Regions from separate parts of the Danio rerio genome. Here region 1 is linked to region 2. The links are chromatin contacts, called in public Micro-C maps. All regions are on one chromosome and are shown on one strand. Each heading gives the region's core, a stretch centred on a gene start, on an enhancer-like site or on the middle of the called end of the contact. The rest is flanking DNA. Distances are from core to core; before and after follow the strand shown.

Evidence for each region. A called contact is a pair of places that touch in the nucleus more often than the background predicts.
Region 1: a contact with region 2 is called in a Micro-C map of caudal fin, with 20 times the contacts expected there. The contact joins the promoter of tbrg1 here to the enhancer-like site in region 2. A contact is called at or near these places in 5 of 18 Hi-C or Micro-C datasets (caudal fin, embryo and an unstated tissue) and 2 of 4 datasets of contacts at active chromatin or transcription factors (caudal fin and embryo).

The regions. Positions count from the first base shown.
Region 1 is chr18:38,147,457-38,151,165 of GRCz12tu, reverse strand. It overlaps tbrg1 (transforming growth factor beta regulator 1), which reads right to left and starts at 1,757. Exons shown (of 14, transcript NM_001114446.1): 1 at 1,627-1,757. The coding sequence starts at 1,742. LOC141378749 (a long non-coding RNA gene) reads left to right here and starts at 1,392. Exons shown (of 4, transcript XR_012394046.1): 1 at 1,392-2,094; 2 at 2,381-2,577.
Region 2 is chr18:37,846,355-37,850,028 of GRCz12tu, reverse strand. The region is part of intron 12 of lekr1 (Leucine-, glutamate- and lysine-rich protein 1); the gene reads right to left. Among named protein-coding and RNA genes, the nearest start is that of si:ch211-195m9.3, 170 kb to the left of the region's middle. Within about 2 kb of position 1,493, at least 19 of the 62 cell types and tissues checked have an H3K27ac peak or open chromatin away from gene starts, as enhancers often do. A contact at or near this core is called in caudal fin, where this site is marked.

The DNA.
Region 1 (3,709 bases), core at 508-3,007, 300 kb before region 2:
AAATAAGTGTGAATTAGGTGATAAACAAACAGAACATTAAAAACTACTATGGTTCAAAATGACCTTAGACATGCTTTCTTCTTGGTGTTAAAGAGTAGCATAAATACCATTAAATTAACGACATAATAAATTTAATAGATTTTTTATTTCAATTGATTAAATTTAATAAATAAATTATGCTACTAATTTAAACACCCCTTCCAAAAAATGCTCAAAAGTTCTTAAATCATAAGGGTTTAATATTCTTTGGTGTGCATAATGTACACATAAACTTAAGTATTGACTATTATACTACAGGATGACACAAAAGTAAAAGTAATTACATTTAATATTATTCATTCATGCATTTATTTTTATTTCAGCTTAGTCCCTTTATTAATTAGGGGTTGCCACAGTGGAATGAACCACCAACTTATCCAGCATGTTTTACGCAGCAGAGAGACTAAGCCAAAAAGAAAATGAATGAATGAATGAATGAACGCCCTTCCAGCTGCAACCCAACACTGGGAAACACCCATATACTCTTGCATTCACACACATACACTATGGACAATTTAGCTTATAGCTTATTCAATTCACCTATAATGCATGTCTTTGGACTTTGGGGGTAACCGGAGGAAACGCACGCAAACACGGGGAGAACATGAGAACTTCACACAGAAATGCCAACTAACCCAGCCGGGGCTCGAATCAGGGACCTTTTTGCTGTGAGGCGATGGTGCTACCCACTGCGCCACCATGACGCCCCACATTTATTTTATCATCTTTAATATAATTAAACTGGACTGTAAATAACATGCAGTTAATTGCTCAAAACCAAATACAATAAGAAATGTAAAAGTGTAAAAGCATTATTTTTCATAAAAGAGGGACAGATCTATTTTTTTTTTTATTGAGACAGACCCCTTTAAACTCAATACTTGCAGCTTTTGATGGAAGATTCACCCAAAAATAAAAATCTACTTATCCTCAAGTGGTTAGTAACTTTCATGAGCTCCTTTCTTATGTTAAACACTAAATAAAAAGCTGAACATTAAATACAACTGGCACTGACATCCGCAGTCAGAAAAAACAAAGACTATGGAAGTTAATGGCAAACGTTACAGGATTTCAACTTTCATCAAAATATTTAAAGTTCAACAGATGAAAAAAAAAAAATCTAACAGGTTTGGAAGTGAAGAACAATTTTCATTATTAGGTGAACTTAATTATTTTTTTTTATTGTAAAACTACAGTAGGCATCAGATGGCATCATGTATTTGTAGCACTCAGGGTTCACTACATTCAAGTGCTTTTCTTTACATGATAACTTGAGTAAAAAACACTAAGGTTATCACAATGTTTTAGCTGTTGTGCTATAATATCTTACTAGAATGTTTGGGACGTGCACTACAGCACTGTCTTCTGAACATTTTTCATGGTAACGTAAATTAAAGTCAGAGGGCGATGATATTTGAGTCTGGCACCTATCGTGGGACTATAACGTTAGTTAAATTGAATTTCAAACCTAGCAATTCTTCCACGCCCTAAACATGACGCCAGGAACTGGATTTGGAGCATTTTTGTGAAGTAAGATCACACAGCTTGGAAAAATAATGCAACAATCAATCCTCTTATTAAACTCACGGGTCAAGACTCTCGGCGGCTCCAGTCAGGCTGCTCATGCTGTCCAGCGCTGGAAACAGAGAGTAACTGCCCTGCCCATCCGCCTCCATCTCAGACTCAAAGTTCAGGGAATCCATAGCTGTGAAATCAGTGTTTTACTGCTGTGTCGTGAACGAAAAAACATACAGCATCGGTGATGCTAAGCTAAAAACAGGAAACACGCGTTCCACCTATTTAACGTTAGGATTAAGACACGGTTTAAAGTCGCCTGTGATCTCAGTCGATATTTACTATGGAGTGAGTACTCATGCTGTGCAAATGAAAAAATGAATATGATCTTTAATTGCTGATATGTTTGGTTTAGGATTTAGTGGAACGCTTATACAATAATTGGCTCGTTTTTGTTTGCGGGGGACCTATTTAAAGAGCACACATTATCGTGAGCTTGCGTTAGTGCCATCTACTGGACTGAACTCTCAACAAGTCTTGGTACGAACCGCAGAAATTTGTAGCTTTTCTTTTCAAGTCCTTGTATAACAAAACCAAATTTTTAATAGATAGATAGATAGATAGATAGATAGATAGATAGATAGATAGATAGATAGATAGATAGATAGATAGATAGATAGATAGATAGATAGATAGATAGATAGATAGATAGATAGATAGATAGATAGATAGATAGATAGATAGATAGATTCAACTAACCTGTTTTTACATTTTAAGATCTTTTATGTTTAAAATAATAATAAGATCTGTGCTTCTACTGTTTCAGTTTATATTCTTATATCAGTATCACAGCTATTTGGGTTGTGATCACAGAGGGCCCTCCGGAGCAGCTGCAAAAACAGTCAGGATGAAAGTCCTCACTGAGGATGTTTCAGTGGAAGTTGTTCAGGATGTGCATGTGTGGAAGTTGGTCAGAACATCACATCCGAGGACCGGTTGCACTGCAGATTTTACAATGAGAATGTGAGTTCATTAATGGGTGACCAGTCTTTGCCAGTAATATATTTCCACCAAAGTCAGGCTCGTAGCCAGCTTGGTGAAAGAGGTGGTTGTTTTTTTCTCAAAAAGTTGAACTATTTACAAATAAGCATCATTTTCTGCAACAAGAATCAGTCCAAGGCACTCGAGTAAAGTGAATAAATTAAAAAGCCTTTATTCACATGGCTAGATCTCTAAAAACCAACGCGTTTCGGCAGAAGTCTGCCTTCATCAGGGTAAAAGTCAAGAAGGCAGACTTCTGCCGAAACGCGTTGGTTTTTAGAGATCTAGCCATGTGAATAAAGGCTTTTTAATTTTTTCACTTTACTCGAGTGCCTTGGACTGATTCTTGTTGCAGATTTGATGAATCTCTTACCCAAAGAGCACCGACCATACATTTGAACTTACCCCAGAGCGCTTTTTGTTTTGTTTTTTTCTGAAGCATCATTTTCTATTTAATTATGACATGTAAATACATTTTAAGCACTATTTTTAGCTGAATAAGCTTGTTGGATGGTCATCATAACCACACATTTTGATGTACCAAAATATTTACAAAAGATTTAGAATAAAGAAAAAAAAACATTTAAATACAAAATTATTACATTATATATCATTGGATATATATATATATATATATATATATATATATATATATATATATATATATATATATATCCTATTTGCATTTTTAAGTTGTGCAAACAACATTTTTTGTCTGCAGGACTGAAATGGCATAAGTTGAGTGAACAAGAAAATACAAAAGGAAATTAGTACTGAGAAATTATATGTTATCAGAGCAAAAGTTGTGTTAACTGAACATTTCTTGTCTGAATGGCCTGAAATTACAGAAGTTAAGTGAACAAGAAAATACAGAAGGAAATTAGTACTAAGAAATTATGTTATCCGAGCAAACACACATGGCTCAGTTTTTTTAAGTTGTGCTAACTGAACATTTCTTGTCTAAATGGCCTGTAATGATAGAAGTTGAGTGAACCAAAAATACTATTGGAAATTAGTACTGATAAATAAAATGTTATCAGAGTAAACACACATGGCAAAAAAACAGACACAAAATTTTACCAAAACATTAATTTTCTTGCAGTACTTCACTATA
Region 2 (3,674 bases), core at 244-2,743:
TCAGAAAGCAACACATGTAAACAATCATATTATTGTCTTATTTAGATTAAGGCAAATAATTCCATTACTGATGTCCAATGTAATGTAGTCATGGTCTATCACCATGTGCACGTAATGAAATTCCCTTTTTCATGCAAACCTTTCCCTCTTTCGCCAATCGACTCTCCCCTAAACAAAGCTGGACTCTCCCATTTTCCAGACTTTTTTCAAACTAGAGGTGTAAAAAACATCCTGCTGAGACAGGGAGGGTTTCATGGCCCTTGTCATTAAGCATAAAATCTTATTCCTATTCAGGTAATTTCATAATTATATGTTCGAATTGTCTTATGAACACTCCAAGTTAAGTGTTACCTCAAAAGGGTTACCTGCAACTATTATTTATGTATCCATTTCATCTAATCCATTAAGTGATTTAGATTCTGTAATTGGTCAGGTTTATATTGTCGTTTAATTAATAAGTTAGAAAAAAAGAGAGAGCTAAATGAAAACAGTCTTTTGAAGGTGTATACAATGCTGACCTTAGTCCAGGACATGACCACCAATTGCAAGAAGCCCTGTGAAAGTCTTGAGAAAGGTGTGGTAGAGAAAACAGTGGACATCCCGGTAAGATAGTAGAGGTGTTCATATCTTCAAAAAAAGATCTCAGTCATGAAGGATTTCAGCTATTGATTAAAATAAACTTATTGATGTTGCATAAGAAAGACAAAAGAACACCATAATGAATGCACTTTTACAATTTGATGAATGTTTGCACTATCATCCTGGATTATAGCTATGGGATATGTTTTTCAGCATGGTTAAGAAATAAGAGCTACACACCATATCAAAAGATGTATTGCCAAGCATATACAGTAACAAGCCAAGACATGCTAATGACTGCAATAAAGAGTCAGTAAGTCTCTTATTGTCTGTTCTTCTTCAGTGACATCTACTGGAAATACTGCACAGACGGGTGAGAGAGACATAACCGGCAACTACTATAGTTTTCTCGAATTTACCATGAAAATTGAACATGCTGAGATATGTTGTATTTGCTGGATTTAAAACATATTAAATATATAATAAAATTGATTACTTACTTTACATTAATTAAATGAGTATATCCATGGTATTGAAAGTTACAAATTGACAACTATTAAGTTAACTGACTATGTGGATAATTATAAAATTAAGTTAAATTTTTTTTTTTTTTGAAAGTAACATACACTTATTGCTTTTTTCAGTGTAGGTCACAAGTGTAAAGTATAAATGTAAACACTCACTGGAGGCTATCATACAGTTGAGGACACACGTATAAATTAAACTTTTTTTCAACAAAACAGCCCGTGCAATATTTTATGTGGAAAGTGTTATGTCGGGTACATTTGCTCAGCCTTCACGTGCTTGAAAACCCCATACTGGGAAACTCCATTTGGAATGACTCCAGAGCAGATGGATGCTGACGTAAGCGCAGGAAAATACCCGTGACAGTGAGTGTGTTAGATTCTCACTGCAGATCAGGGAGTTTCCTTAACTAACAAAACAGAAGACTGAGGTCCAGAACCTGCCTCTATGATGTTGCCAGCTACAATCTTCTGGTGAAACATTGCCATCTAGTGGTCAAATAAGTCCAGTACAAAAATTAATTCAACACTTCTCAGATTCCAAACATGCTATATGTGTATATGTATGTATATCTGAAACTGAAGAGTACAATGTAAATTTTGCCGAATCACTGTGCTTTCACTGGGTGACAAGCTGTTATAACACGCTGAAAGCATTATGTAAATAATATATATATATATATATATATATATATATATATATATATATATATATATATATATATATATATAATCAAAATAACTTATCTCTAATACAACAGCAAACTATATATATATATATATATTTATATATCTATAATATATATATATCATATATCATATATAATATATATCTATATATATATATTGACCTTATTCTAAAATGCGGTAGTGCGCCTGTTTTCGCGATTGTCTCAGAACAGGGGTGTCAAACTCAATTTCTGGAGGGCCGAAGCCCTGCCCAGTTTAGTTCCAACCCTGCTCCAACACACTTACTTTTAGGTTTCAAACAAGCCTGAAGGACTCAATTATGGTCATTCCCTCGCTGTAAATGCTGGCGCTACTGGTTTTTTCTGCCACCTCCCTGCTCGAGCATCGGATGCATCCTGAATGTTTACAAACATGGTCATGCATCTATATATGGCCAAATACAGCTTGCAGGCCATTAAGGTCAGTTTCTTTTTTCTCTCCCTCAGTCTTACAGCGAATCAAAAGGTGATCAAGCTTTCAGTGTTACAGCCCCAAAGCTCCCTCTGAACAACAGGACATCATCAATGAATCCTTTTTAATCTAATTTTGAAGACTTGCATTCATGTTATTTTCTACCTGTATTTCAGCTTTTACATATATAATTTTTCTTATATTTTTTATTCTAATTTATATTTTATTTTATTATTGTTGTAAAGCACTTTGAATCAACTATATGGTTGTGTAAAATTGTGCTTTATAAATAAGGTGTGCTTGCCATTAGAGGTTTCACACCATTTAATCTAAAAATAATGTCAGTGACTAGGAGGCATTATAAATGTGAAATTTAAGGACGCATAAATCCCCTTTAAAATCAGCCTGGGCTTCAATAAGCAGAGCCACAGGCTGATCACATACACGCCACACCACACTGAAGCATTAATTCATGTAAAATTATGCAGTGCATAATTGAACATATCAAATGTTTGTTTTATAAATGTATATTTTATTTATCTCTGAGAACATATTCTGATTATTCTGAAATATCAAATTTGCTGTAAGCCATAACCATTCAAATAAAAACAAAATAAAAACTTTACAATCATTTGGATAAACAGTGTCATCTTGTGGTTATGACAAGATACTGCAACATACAAATGAATCAACCCAAATTTGACCATATAGCAAAATCACACACACACACACGCACGCACGCACGCACGCACACACACACACACACACACACACACATTTACTATAAAGGTCCATTTAAAATGAAAAAATAAATAAATAAATAATAAAATAAATTTTCTAAATCCACATAAATGCTTTATTAGATAATATTTTGCCCCCAAAACTGCCTTAATTCATTGCATCACAGATAAAAAAAAAATAAAAACATTTTTGAGAGTTGTTAATAGATATACTGATATCATGACATGTGAACACAAGGTACTTAAGTGCATAATGTGACATTGGTTGCATGCCTTTAATATTTCTCACCACTCACTCGCACGGTGTAATCAGTTGTTTTTTAGATACCTTTTTTCTTTTAAGGTGCCAAAGAATGAAAATCTGGATATACCTAGAAATGTCATATCGTGAGCCTCAAACAACATTGTTTTTTCAATCTCAGGTAAATCCTATTAGTGTAACATTCTAGTGAAAATCAGGGCAATTGGGAAAAAAAAAAAGATTCATATAAGATAAGTATAGTTTTTCTCAGTCGCCTTGGTGTATTTTTCTCAACACTATTTATATTTGCACAACATTTACTTCAACCTCCACAGCATTTAGTCATTAGTGCACATCATAGTAGCAGTTTCTCATTTCCCCCAACAAATTATCATTTGCTTATGTAATGTCAGTCAAAACTAACTTAAACTTGTGAATGATTAATAGTCA